Regions from separate parts of the Sus scrofa genome. Here regions 2 and 3 are each linked to region 1. A link is a contact called in public Hi-C data. All regions are on one chromosome and are shown on one strand. The core of a region is the stretch at or near the end of the contact, and the rest is flanking DNA. Distances in the headings are between cores, read along the strand shown.

Region 1 (4,484 bases), core at 642-3,141:
TAGTCCAGTAATAGCACACTGAGTGGCATATCAACAAAATCCTCTCCTGACCCAGGAATAAGCCTTATTGACACCGTGGGACAAATTGATTATGAAATGCTTCCTAATCCTTGGTCAAACTTATGGCCACAAGGGGGCACTCTAAAACAGTGAATGTCACTCACCATCCAGTTCCACAAGTCTCCAAGGTTAGGTCATTACTTATTGCTGTTGCTGACCTACAGTGGCCCCTGTAAGGAATTCAGGGTGAAGAACAGGATGAACCACTTTTGCTTTGGGAAAACAGGCAAAACAGGTCCTTAGTTAGATAAAGCAGGAAAAAAAATTTATGAACCCCAATTCTTGCATCTTCCCATACTTAGAAAAGCACTAAAGTCATTAACTTTGATACCTGTGCCTCATGAGTAGCAGTAACCTTCTACTGAGATGTAGGCTGGATTGTCCATACTCCTTAGCCAAAATCACGAACATACTGGCCTCTCCCCCAGCTTCTCTGGAGCAGTTCCTCAGAGCTATGGGAGAGGCCGTGTCCCAGGCTATAGTCTTCAGTAAGACCCTAAAAAATACTCAACTCACTGCTCTTATGTTGTGTGTTTTTCTTTCAGACAATTTTCTGGGAAGAAGGCAGAATTAGAAAGATGATTCAGAGAGGGACAGAAAAAAAAGTTCTGGCTTAAGAGTGTTGGGTTTCAGGAACTATTTTAATATCAAAGGGGAGCTTCTATGGCAGCCAAAAGTGATAAAAGCATTTGAACAGCAACTTAGGTTTTTTCTTTTTTTTTTTCAGCGTTCACTCTTTTTCATTAAATCTCCACACCTACTGTGCAGTGAAAAGGTATTTTTAAGACCTTCTAGTACTTTATACAGTCAAAAAACAAAATTCAACTGACTAAGTTTCAAAGATCGAATTGGCTATAAAAGATTCATGAATCAGGCAACATACCATCTCTCCAAAGGGCAACAGTTAGGGAAAGGTTTTTAAAGGCCAGGATATGGATGCCATCAACAGAAAAAAAAAAAAAAAAAAAAAAGATTATCTTAGGCACAGGTAACCTAACTATGGGGAACAGAAAGGGTCTACATGGCAGGTTATCATCATCTTGGGGACTGGCCCCAGGTGACAGATTACCTCATTGGTGCTGACCAAAAACTTTCTGACTGGTTAAGACAATTTCTGGGGGAGGTTGAAACTTAGGTTAGGTATTAAGCCCCGATTTGGGGGGCTTGTCTTAGTATAGGTAACACCATTTGGAGTCCAGGTTTCCTTTTTCACAACAGTAAAATTGAAAAAAGGAGACCCAGATAGATGAAACGACTTAGGCAGCCTGTTTCATCTCTCTGGCAAAGGAAAACCTCATTCCAAATCCTCGTGATTCCCCATCATGACGCTGCCTTTTGGATAGACATGGGGTTTGGGAGTTGGTTCCTTTCCTTCTCTAAAATTGAGGGAACACCTGGGAGTCATCCGCAGAGTTAGGGTGTGGAAATGGTCTCAGAGGGAGCGGATGCATTTTCCTCAGTTGTGCTCTTCTTACAGCTCCTCTAACACCCCGTCCCTTTGTGCCTTTTTTAGCGCGAAAAGTTTCTCAAAAGACCGGGTGCTTTCAAGTGCCTCTTCCTTAGAACTACATTTCCCACAATGCGGCAGGCGACTCCATGTGCTGGAGAACTACATTGCCCGAAATGCCAAGGGGGGTTTGGGGGCGGCTAAACTTCCACTCCTAATTCAAAGAGCCAGTTTACCCACTCTATCGCCCAGATATACTCACTTCTTTCCCCTTTCCCGCCAGGGACTTCCGTTCCCAGGTCAAACTTCCGACCCCATTCTTCTCTGGGTGGAAATGCTTGGGAAAAAACGTAATCAGAGGGTAGGGCGCATGCGCTGACCTGCACCAGATTGATCCCGGGAGGGAGGCTGCCCTGTCCCCGGGCTCATCCCGCCTTGCGCGTGCGCAGACGATAAACCAACGCCCCAGGATTGAGGCGCGGGTTTAGTGGCGCGTTTTAGTGAAGTCGCACGTGAAGGATAGCGTGGCCGGAGCCGGGTGAGTGCGAGCCGAGACTGGCGCTCGGGGGGCTGCACGCGAGACGGGGAAGCGGCGGCAGCTACAAGCGGGACTACGGCTTAGCCGCGAGGCCTGGAGAGCACTAGTGGGGAGGGGTCCGACGTCGCTCCGCGGGGAAACAAACTGGGGACCCGGATCCTTGTTGCTATGCAACAGGGGGCGTCGTTACTAGGTAACAAGAGAGGCACGCCTTTCCGGGGAGAAGAGCGTTCCGACCGCTGCTTGGAGAAGGTCCGGCCGATGCTAGGTGGCTGTCAGGCTAGAGGTCGAGGCTAGAGTTGAGCCCCTCGCCCCCTACTCCCGCTCACGGTCCAGCCTACCGCAGCCTCGGTCGGAACCTTTTGGGGTACCTCGAACCTCCCGGCCGCTCCGCGTCCCTTCCCGGCGACGCCACCCGGCAGGCTTGGCAGGGAACACACTGTTCGAAATAGCACATGCATGCCACTGACACCCTGTCTTGGGGAGGCTGGGCCCTGGGGAGGGCGCCGCGCGCCTGGGAACCTGCCCCTTTGCCCGTCGCCCTGCCCCCAAACAGTTGCTGGGCAGCAGCTGTCAGGGGTTTAGCGGGGGCTGCCCCCACCTGCCAGGACGCTGACTTCATTCTCCTCTGTGGCAGCTTCGCCCGATCTAAGAGCTTCCTTTCCACGCAGCTGTGCTTTTCGGGTGGCCGCTACATATTTGGATTAACTTTAAAATAGTCTCCTCTCCGCACCTCTCCATGGCTTTCCATTGCTACTCTCTCTAGCCGCTTCTTGGCCGGCTTCTAGTACTCATTTAACAAGCATTTATTAATCACTGTTCTGTGCTAGGCGCCGGGGATTCCAAGACAAGTTAGCTGTCAAGTCTGCCGGGAGATGCTCAAAGTCTAATGGGGGAGGCAGTCATAGAAACTGCTAAATTATGCTACTAGGCAGTAAATGGTATATTGACAGTTTGTGTACTGCAATATTCCTATGTTTACCATTTACGAAGTTCTTGCAGAAACATTTAACTCCTTGCAATCACTCTTAACTTTGCTGGTCCCCATTTTACATTCGCAGAGACTGAAACTCTGATAGGTTAAATACTAGGCATCAGGTAGTGGCTTCTAGTGGGTGGCAGAATTGAGCCTGGGACAGAACGAAGTCTAGGGTCCTTAGCTTTGCCCACAGTAGACTTTTCTCTGTGCTTGGATCATCTGTGACAGCCATCTCAGAAATTTCTGAGGAGCTCTAAAAACAAAAGGCTGAGCCCGCCTCTGAGAGAGTCTGAGTAAGGAAACCTGCAGTCGAGGGGGGAGGAGAAGACACCCTGCTTGAAGAGGCTCAGATCCTTCTGATGGGCCACCAGAGTGGAGACCCCCTGCTTCATGGGGGGAGATCCAGCAACGTTGGGGACATCAGATCCAGCAGAGGGGCACTAAGTCAGCTGCCCCTTCTGCCACGTAGTGATTCATAGTGCAAAAGGAAGCTAACGGAGGAAGGAGCCTGCCGGGGTGTGTGGACTGCCCCACCCTGCCCTTTTAGTAAACCACAGCTAAACATATAGTGCCTTCTCACGACCATAGTTAAGTGAGGTTGGTTCCTCCACTCTGCCAGGGTCTCCTGGCCCTGCCTGAGCCGTTTGGCAGCTATCTGAACAAAACTGCAAAACAGCAGGTCTAGTCCCAGTTTTGTGCTATCCTCAAACCTCTTGGTGCAGAACCATGACATGTAAGCCCAGCAGGTGGGTCCTCTTCTCGTGGTTGGTCTCCTCGTGGGAGTCCTCTCACTTGGAGATTGTCGACTTGGGGGCAGAATTCCAAGTACCTACCTGGAGGGGAGAGACTGTATCTTACTGAGGCAGTGTGGGGGTGTGGAAAGGGCAAAAGGCAAGGTTTAGATCCTCAGTTCTGGAGTCAAGTCCCAGTCCTGCTATGTGAACTTCAACACATCCCTTGATCTCTCAAAGCCAGAGTTTTCAGGGTAAAATGGGGAGAGTAGTGGTATCTTATAAGATTGCTGTAATGGTAGTGGGTTAGACTCATGCTGAAGGGAAAAAAAAAAAAAGGAATCCTGTTAAAACAATTTGAAGAAACAGAACAGCCAGTGATTACTCTTATCTGCAAAGCACACACTCCCAAATTGTCTTAGATTTGGTTTCCAGTGCACTTCAGAAGGTCGGCTGGCAGGGCAATGCCGGCCTCACCTCAGAGAATTTATTTCAAGGTCCCCAGCTCCCCTAGACTGGAGGAAATGGGGCCACCTGAAAGCCGAGGCTGGCACAGAATGCAGGAGGCTGCCATGGGGGAGCAGCTCACGTCACCCTGACCTTCTAGAAAGAAGGAGACGACATCTGATCCCTCCTGGTGGAGGTCCTTGGATGTAGAACCCAACCCAAGATAGCAACCTTGCTCTTTAAGTCCCAGTGTGGTTGTGACCCAGATAGACTGACCTGTGC
Region 2 (4,484 bases), core at 1,239-3,738, 220 kb after region 1:
CTGATTAGGTCAGTCTGGAAAAACCCTACTAGGCTGGCCAACAGTATCCAGAGATGATTCATCCAGCTAGTTACCCCAATACCCTTTTAACAGCAAATTTATGGATTAGCAAATTTCACAGCAATAAGCAAACAGATAACAAGAATTCCTTGAAATAATTTTACTTCCAAGCTCAGCAAATCTAGATTCCTTAAAGCAGTGCTTCCCAATAAGAATCACCCAAAGCAAGTGTTAAAAATACAAATTCCTGGGTCCCTCTCCAGAGTCTAAGCAAGAATCTCCAGAAGTGGTTTTTTTTTTTTTTCTTCTGTATTTTTTCTTTTCTAATCCGAGCCACAGCTTCAATTTACACCACAGCTGCAGCAACACCTACTGCACTGGGCCGGGGATCAAACCTGCACCACTACAGAGACAATGCTGGATCCTTAAACTGTCACATCACAGCAGGAACTCTGGCTCTGTGTTTTCAGCAAGGATCACATATGATTCTTTATTTTTTTTTCTTTTTTTCTTTTTAGGGCCACAGTTGTGGCATATGAAGTTCCCAGGGTAGGTGTTGAATCGTAGCTGCAGCTGCCAGCCTATGCCACAGCCACATGGGATCTGAGCCACATCTTCAACCTATGTCACACCTTTCTGAAAGGCCGGATCCTTAACCCAGTAATGAGGCCAGGGATTAAACCCATGGCCTCACGGGCACTATGTCAGGTTCTTAACCCACTGAGCCACAAAAGGAACTCCCAGTTGATTCTTAACATCCAGCAAATAAGCTTTGAAATGAGACAAATGGGTTAAAAATCAACTTGGCCACTTATTGGTGGTGGGATCCTACCTAACATCTCTGCAACTCACTTCACCTGCAGAATGGGCTCACCACCTACCTTGAAGTGTTCCTAGAATCCAGTATGTTCACAAAACCCCTGGCACATGGCAACCAAACAAGAAATCAGATCTACTGCTACCTTAGGAAAAAACAAAACAAAACAAAAAACAGCCACCAAAAGCCGCCCAGATGAAGTCTATAATGAAATTTTTCTACCTAATGGAAATTACAAAGGCACCAAGCCAGACTTCTAAGATAATCTAGGAATAAAAGCTTTTCTGGGCACTATGACTGCCAAGAACCTTCACTTTAGGGTTGCAGTGTCTCATCCCAAGTCTTCAGTCCTATCCAGAATCAGAGTTCAGGCCTGTGCAGGGTCTCGGCTTTGGACAATAGCCAAAGAAAGTCTTTCCTTCCCAAATCCTTGTCACCACCACCTCAAGCTCTAGGGCTGACCATCACAGACCCGAGAGCCCGGTGGCAGCATCCTGGCTGCACCAGTAGGAAATGGGACTCCTGGAAAAGAGGCAAGGAGCCAATGAAGACGGTGGAAAAGGCCTGAATCAGCAATGGTATTACTGGGATACTGAAGTGAAAGGAAGTGCTTCTGTGAAGTTTCCAGAGCTAAGGGTGGACATTCCAGGGTGAGTGAGCCTAGACAGTGGGTAGCTGAGAAAGCACTGACTCGTCTCAGGGGCTGAAACCCTGAGGTGTAGAGTCAACTCTGCCAATAAACACAAACACACACACACACACACACACACACACACACACACCACTGCTCTCTGAACTCAGGAGAACCAGGTACATACTGGAGATACACACACACCAATGCCCTTTGCACCCAGCAGGTGCAGGACTATGCACTGGTCAGTGATGCTGAGCAGTCTAAGTCCAGGTCCAGAATAAAGGATAAGAACGACCCCAAGGCTGAAAAGCCACATTCTCACTGCCCTGAGAAATGACATAGGCCAGGGAGTTAAAGACCTGAGCGCCCCTCAGAACCCACTAAGCGGCACTCCTGCTGGCAAGTCAGATCCCACTCTTAGGCCTGTTTCCCCACCTGCACAACGGGTAAACCTGTTCTAACGTCACCAGACTGGTGACCAGCAAGACGCTCAAGTACGAGGAAGGGGGCGGGGCTGGAGGCGCAACCTGCGCGGGGAGCTCGGGCAATGCCTCTTTCCCTCCCTCCCGCCCTCCCACGGCGAGGGGCCGGGGCGCCAGCTCTCAGCGGGAGTCACGCGCCCCTTACGCCCAATCACCAGCTTCTGCCGGAGTGAGGCGGGCAGGCGGGGGTGAGCTGGGAGCGATTGCCAGCGCCGCCCCCATCCCCATCCTTGCCCCTCCCCGGGCCCCAGCTCACCTACCCCTACCGCGGCCGCCGCCACCGCCGTCGCGGGTTAAATCGCAGCCGGAGTCCACACTTCCGGGGTCCTGGAGGCCCGCCCCCCCGCCGGATGTGACCCCCCCTCCAACGTCCGGGCGCTGGGAGCGAGGCCAAGCCACTCGTCCGGCAACACGTCGGGCGCGCTGCGGGCCTCAAAGTCACCACGATACCGCACCCCCGCCCCCAACACATATACACTCGCTGCCAGCCGGGACCACACCCACGACAGGGCCCACGAGACCACACCCGCGCGCAGTGGACGCCCGGCCCCGCCCCCCGCAGGCCATTGCCCCGCCCCCAGAAGGGGCCGCCCATTGGGCGGAACCCAGACGGCCCTGAGCGAGTGCGCCTGCGCAGGAGTCCAATGACTTTGCTGGCAGTCGCTAGAGGCTCCCCTAGATTTAACCGAGCTCGGCCTTGGGAAAGCCGCTAAAGCGGATCAAAAGAGCCCCGAAAGGAAAAGAATGGAATCCCAGCACCGAAGGGACTCCTTAGATGTCTGAGATCAGACTGCGGAACCCCAACGCAGACTAGAGGGATCACAGCCCTAGGTGTCCCCTCGCAAACAGCAGTCTCCTGCCAATATGGCAGGGTCCTGAAAACAACTCTGAGTAGTTTCTCCAAAAGTAACCTGTTTCCCAGGGCCGTAGGTTACATTTAGTCCATTCTGTGTGGACTAAAATAAAATAACAGACGGCCTTATACATCCTCACTTGCCCAGAATTACAAGGCTGATGTCTCGTGAAGCAAGGTCCTGACACTACTACCTCTCTCTTTCCTTGGCAGCTTGTACTGGACAGACAACCAGGCCTGGAGGCGAAGTCCATTACCTGTTTGGCCTCCCAACAGCGTCTGTTATTGCAGCTTTGTAAGAATAGGACCTCAGGAGGAGAGCTGCCATAGACCAAGGAAACCGGCCACCCCAATTCAAAACCTTATTAGATGTTGAATTAAGACCATCGTTGCTAGTGACAGAAATCCAATTCAAAGCAGCTTCTGCAAAGTGTAAATTATTGTGTCACTTAACAATAAAATCCAGGGGTGATGGTAGTGCCAGGAACAGCAATATTCAAGGCCTCATTCTCCTAATTTGACTCTGTTCTTTTCCTTTCCGCAGATAGTCCCAAATTTTCTATTTCAAATGCTAGAGAGAACGGATCTGATTGGCTAAGATAATCCCCATTGCTCCAAGTGGGCAGAATTTACTTTCTTGCCTCCTCAAAGGCTGTCAGGCAGCCTATGAATTAACGACCATTGGGTCAGGTGATCACTGTTCTCCAATGAATGGTCACCTCTTAGAGTACAGGAGAGATCAGTGAGGAAGGCAGTCTCAGCTATTTGACCCATCTTGAGACACCAGTACCGCTTTTGAGAGATGCCATGACTGGTTTTGCAAACATTTATTTCACTTTGAATATGATGTCAGAGTGGCTCCCATTGACAACAGCTTCTGGAAAGCTGGGTTGAAACTCTTTCCAAGGGGTGCGGAGGGCCAGGGCAGATGACTTTAACCTTTAGTTATAAGCCCTTTTGTGCTATATACTTTTTAATCCTGTATTTTATGACTTTTTGGGGTAAAACATTAGAAAACAAAGATGGATTGTCTTGAGCTTATACTTCCACTTACTGGTACTGTGTCAGAACTTGGAACGTGGGTGTGATGGCTGGAGCTAGAATAGTCATCCTGAACCATGAGGCAACCATGAGACTAAGGGCATACCTGACCACGTAATAAAATAGAAGGAGTATAACACCATGGAGCCCAATGACACTGTTGGATGCCCACTTCAGGATTTTTATAGGAAAGGGAAATAATCCACCTTTGTAAGCTGCTGTTGTTTTGAGTTTTCTATCACTCACATCCTTTGGGTCTTAGACTCCATTTCTGGAAAGCTCCTCTCATATCCCCAAGACTGGGTAAGTGCCCCCCTTCTATGCTCTTCAAACACTCCATATTTTTTTCCTTTCTTAGAATTTACTACATTTTTCTGTAACGGAACAGTAACTCTCCCTGCATAGCAACTTCTATAAGGACAGGCAGAGACTGTTTTATACATCATTTGACACAGATGCTAGAAACTTCTAAAACAATAACAATAATAACTTGTGAATGGGACATACACAGAGGGTGTTGACAAACTACTCTCTGAAACAGTTGGGTCATTGCCAAGTCTTCTTATGGCAGGGGCGGGGAGGGTGTGGTGATGATGCTAGCCCTTCTGAATAACTAAAGATAGAGAATTAGAGCAAAGGAGGTAGGGGGAGAAAGTG
Region 3 (4,484 bases), core at 1,161-3,660, 200 kb after region 1:
CGCCGCCTACCCAGCTTCGCCTTCTGCTCCTGGCAGCGCTCCACCAGCTTCCGGAGCTCCTGGTACTTGTCCGAGAGGTTGGAGCGGCTGATCTCCAGGGGCCCCTGGAACTCCAGGTTCCGCTCAGCCAGGCTCCGGTTGGTGGCCAGTGCCATCTCGCGCTCCAGCTGCAGGTCCTGGACCTAAAAGCACAAGAGACTTGACCGGCAGGCCCACCCCAGCACCACTCAGCTGGCAGCGGGCTGGACCAAGGGCTTCTGGGACATGTCGCTCACAGTGGGAACCAGGCCATGCTCGGTTCCCAGACAGACCCGAGTTCACACCCGGAGCAAAGCCTTCCAACCCAGATACCTTGCCGAATCCTTAACCCCACAGCCTACAAGACGGACACATGGGGGAAACGGGCAGCGAAGGGCCACGTGACGAGTGGGCAGAGACCTGCCCAGGCTGTGCAGAGCTCCTGGGAGCGGGCGGAAGGAGTCAGAGGCTTTCTAGGAGGGAAGGGACCCAACATCCCATCACCTGTCGCCAGGATTCAGAGTTAAGGGACCTACGCTGAGGTGCCCAGGCCAGACCGCAGGCCGACACACAATGAGGGCCCCAAATAAAGTCAGTCTGAGGAGTGAGAGAGCCAGGGCCAGACTGTGACACCTGAGAGACCTGTCCTTGCTTCTTCCACAGGTGTGTCCTGCAGAGAAGCTGCACAGGTGAGCTGAGGGTCCCCATAGCCAGCAGAGGACTCCCAGAAGCACAGGTGACCCCCCCTCCCCCGGCCCCGAGGCCCTGATGCCATCCTTTGCGCCTGGACATGCCCCTGGATGGACCCAGCTGAAAGCAGGTCCCCAAGCTGAGCGGTGCTCTGCCCCTCGGCCAGGCCCTTTGTTGTCACCAGCCAGCGAGATGGCAGCCTGGGGAACCCGTCCCAGACCTGCTCTGACCTGAAGCCTCCATCTGCCAGGGAGGCCTCTTCAGTGACAGGGGGGCGGAGAGTCAGACCCACACGCTGAAAGAGCGGGGACAACACGCCAGCAGCACCATGTGGCACCAGCAGCTACTGTAGGGCTCAGGACACAGCCTGGCAAGACCGGCTTCCACACGGGAGCCACTGGGCAGCTTCGCCACCATGGTCAGCATGTGGCGAACCAGCCTGACTGGCTCATCCCCGACCAGACCCAGGAAGGCCATGGGCTTCCTGGAAGAGGGGGATTCGGGGGGCCTGCCCTCTTGCCGACCACCAGGCACAGGGCCTGCGCTCTGGAGCAGGCCTGGGCCTGCTCTTTGTGCTCCGGACTGGAAAGAACGATGCCACAGCTTCCAGAAATCGTGGGGCTGGCCGCGGCCTCTCAGGTCTGCCCCACTTCTGGGCCGGCCGGCTTGCTGCCACAACCCCTTGGGAGCACCCAGCAAGCGCCCTGGCTCAGGGACGCCTGCAGTGCAGTTTCAATCTCATTTTCACCGGCTGTGAAAGCTTTTCTTTCCTTATGTGCTGACACAGAGCAGGGGGCCTGAAGCCTCTACTCAGCTGCCCTGTAAGGATCTGGATCCCCAGATCCTCAGCAGACAGGTCCCCTCTCCACCTCCCTGCCTTTTCCCTGGGGCTGAGCCGGTCAACCTAGGACATATTACTGTCCCCGAAACCTGGTCCCGCCTGTTTCTGCTCCTGCTCCCCAGAGCCTCCCCAAACCTTTCCCCACTAGGGGTTCACCATGAAGCCCTTGACTACCATCGTAAGACATCGACACCCAGACGGGCTCGCCCACACGCCTGGACCCCACCATTCACACTCTTCCACGTGGAGAAAGCCTCCCCCGCCACTCTTGTCTCCAAGCAGCGTCTGCATCCCAAACCCAATCGGCTCCCATCCCTTCTCCCAATCCTGCAGAGACTCAATTACGGTTTTTGAGCCCGGGGTAGACACCCAGTCCAGGGGCTCCGAAAGCCTACAGAGCTCTCCCTCCTTCATCTCCCCTGGATCCCATCAGTGTTCCTCCCCTCAGAGAATTCAAAGGGTTTAGTCAGATGAGACGGCACAACACTCAACTTGCCTTTTGCCCACGAGGTAGCTTCTGCCTACATTTCCTGTGAGTCTGTGCTTCGCCATGGCTTCCGTCAGCCCGCCCGGCTCGGAAGTCCACTGTAATTATGCAATTCGACCTGCTTCTACAAAGTTCCGTGCGCTTGAGAGCAGGTCTTGGGGTCCCAGCACACCGCGCTCGGGGCGCACTCAAGAAGCGCCTGGTGCTTAACACGTGGAAGGCGAGGAAGTGAAGGCCGGCACGGAGCCAGCTCAGGGAGGCCCCTGGCACAGGTCACGGCCTCACCAGCCATGGAAGCCGGCCTTGGCGCTTGACCGAGATGAGCTTTGCGCACGTCCTGGCTGAACAAGCTCGGATGCACCACACCCTGCCCCATACTCTACGCCCCCGGCCCCAGCAAAGACTGCTCCTGCAGGCAGAGGGGCAGTGGGGACAGCCCGAGCACAAGCCAGGGAAGAGCGAGGGACCATGCCGGGGCTGCCCTGCCCCTTGGGGAGAGGGAGGTGGTGGCAAGTCTTCCCTTTCAGATACTGGGAATTCACAGAAGAGACAGGCCATCCCCGTTCATCAGCAAAGATCAGAACATCCCAGAGGCCACTCAGTGCGCTTGGCATTACTTGTGTCCGTGTCTCCCGAGCATCAGGGGCAGGAGGTGGCGGCTTGCAGAGCTGAGCACAGGCTGCAGCCGCACAAGGCGTGGCTGTGGGTGCGCCCAGCTCTGAGGGGAGTGCCAGGGTCAAGGTGGGAGGGCAGGGAGAGCCCTTTCTAAAGTGTGCGGCTCTGTACATTCAGAAGGATGTTTTATTCCTGCAAGGGCCGTGATCGGGCGCTGAGATGGTTGGGTGCCTGATACAACAGGAAAGGGGTTTGACAGGAGATGAGCAGACATCACAGCCCCAGAACGGCTCCTTCCTGGAGAGGCAGGGCCGGACAGGCCGGCTGGGGAATGGCAGCTGAAAACAGTACCGGTGCTTTTAGAAACTGCCTCCAAATCCAGGCTGGAACAACAGTGGGGGGATGCCGGGGCACGCAGGTCCCTGCAGATGCCCTGACTCGCCAGCACTGCCCCCTCAGAACTCCCAGAGGGCCCAGGTACTGGACTGAGACCCCAGAGGCTTCTCTGGCTGGGTACAAACCTGAGTGGAGGCCACGGCAAAGGGGGATACTCTTGACCCGAACTCCCAAAAAGCCAGCGCCCTTAAGAATTGTCTCAGTCCCAGAAGTTCCCACTGTGGCTCAGCAATCATGAGCCCAACTAATATCCGTTAGGATGTGGGTTGGAGCCCTGGCCTCGCTCAGTGGGTTAAGGATCCAGCATTTCCGTGAGTGTGGTGTAGGTCACAGACGTGGCAGTCGGTATGGTATGGCTCTGGGTAGCCAGCAGCTCAGCTTGACTGGACCCTAGCTGGAACTCATAAGCACAGGTGGCCTAAAAAAAAAAAAAAAAAAATAAAAAAATCTCGGAGTTCCTTTTGCTCAGTGGTTACGACCGGTCTAGTGTCCATGGACGCAGTTCATCCTGCCTCACTCAGTGGTTGCATCTGATTGCCATGAGCTGGTAGGTCGCAGAGTGCTCGGATCCCACGTTGCTGCGGCTATGGTGTAGGCTGGCAGCTACAGCTCTGATTCAACCCCTAGCCTGGGAACTTCCATATGCTGCGGGTGTGGCCCTAAAAGCCAAAAAAAAAGAAGGGTCTCAGTCCCATCTGCCATCTTTGGCCCCCATGACAGCCTTCCTCTACCTCAGGGGACTCCTGGGCCAGCCGGTCAATGGCCTCCGGGTCATTCTGCATCTTCTCCAGCTCCTCCAGGCTCTTGTCTTTCAGCGTCTCCATCTTTTCCTGGGAACACAGAGAACAACTGTGAAGTGAGGAGGGGGGGGGGGTCAGGGGGAAAGGGACCCCCGAGCCCACGGTCATTATCTGTCAAAGCCCGACTGGAGTTTTCCGGCGATGCTTCCACTCCACAGGGAGGGGCTCATTCCGGCCCCCTGCCCATCCCTGTCCCGGGGAGACCAAGAAGCTACCCCCAACCCCAAACCTGGAACAGCAGGATGCACAAAGGCCCTTTGCAGCCAGAGGCAAAACCCAGATTCCTGGCAGTGGTGCCGGAAGAAACTCCCCAGGGAGCAGATGGGAAAGGTGGGAGAGGGGAGGCAGACAGCCAGGGATGAGTCTAAACTTGGCCCTAGGCTGCCTGCGAACCCGGAGCCAGCATGCCCTCTGGGGGCTGTTTCTGTCTGAGCCTGATACTTCATGCACCACCCTCCACACACCGGGGCTTGGCCGGCTCAGACCTCACCAGCCCATCGCTCGCCTGCCTGGTATGTTTAGGGCACCAGCCACCTCGGGATTCCCTCAGCACTGTCTGCAAGGACCGGCCTCCCCGTGAGCCTCAAAAACTGACTGTCACGGGCCGTCCTCATCAGAGAACAAAAAATCGACACCT

Evidence for each region. Hi-C and Micro-C count contacts between places; a contact is called where the count stands out from the background.
Region 2: a contact with region 1 is called in a Hi-C map of liver, with 3 times the contacts expected there. The contact joins the promoter of VPS37C here to the promoter of TMEM109 in region 1. A contact is called at or near these places in 1 of 5 promoter capture datasets (fetal liver), 2 of 47 Hi-C or Micro-C datasets (heart right ventricle and liver) and 2 of 2 datasets of contacts at active chromatin or transcription factors (alveolar macrophages and skeletal muscle).
Region 3: a contact with region 1 is called in a Hi-C map of omental adipose tissue, with 1.8 times the contacts expected there. The contact joins the enhancer-like site here to the promoter of TMEM109 in region 1. A contact is called at or near these places in 3 of 5 promoter capture datasets (fetal liver and liver), 20 of 47 Hi-C or Micro-C datasets (alveolar macrophages, blood, brain and 11 more) and 1 of 2 datasets of contacts at active chromatin or transcription factors (skeletal muscle).

What each region holds. Positions count from the first base shown.
Region 1 is chr2:10,834,531-10,839,014 of Sscrofa11.1, reverse strand. It overlaps TMEM109 (transmembrane protein 109), which reads left to right and starts at 1,891. Exons shown (of 4, transcript XM_003122670.5): 1 at 1,891-2,045. LOC110259253 (a long non-coding RNA gene) reads right to left here and starts at 1,857. Exons shown (of 3, transcript XR_002341475.1): 1 at 1,770-1,857; 2 at 165-230.
Region 2 is chr2:10,612,202-10,616,685 of Sscrofa11.1, reverse strand. VPS37C (vacuolar protein sorting-associated protein 37C) reads right to left here and starts at 2,488. Exons shown (of 6, transcript XM_021082961.1): 1 at 2,194-2,488.
Region 3 is chr2:10,634,702-10,639,185 of Sscrofa11.1, reverse strand. It overlaps VPS37C (vacuolar protein sorting-associated protein 37C), which reads right to left. Exons shown (of 6, transcript XM_021082961.1): 3 at 3,779-3,877; 4 at 11-182. The coding sequence starts at 3,871. Among named protein-coding and RNA genes, the nearest start is that of VPS37C, 23 kb to the right of the region's middle. Within about 2 kb of position 2,410, at least 2 of the 83 cell types and tissues checked have an H3K27ac peak or open chromatin away from gene starts, as enhancers often do. A contact at or near this core is called in omental adipose tissue, where this site is marked.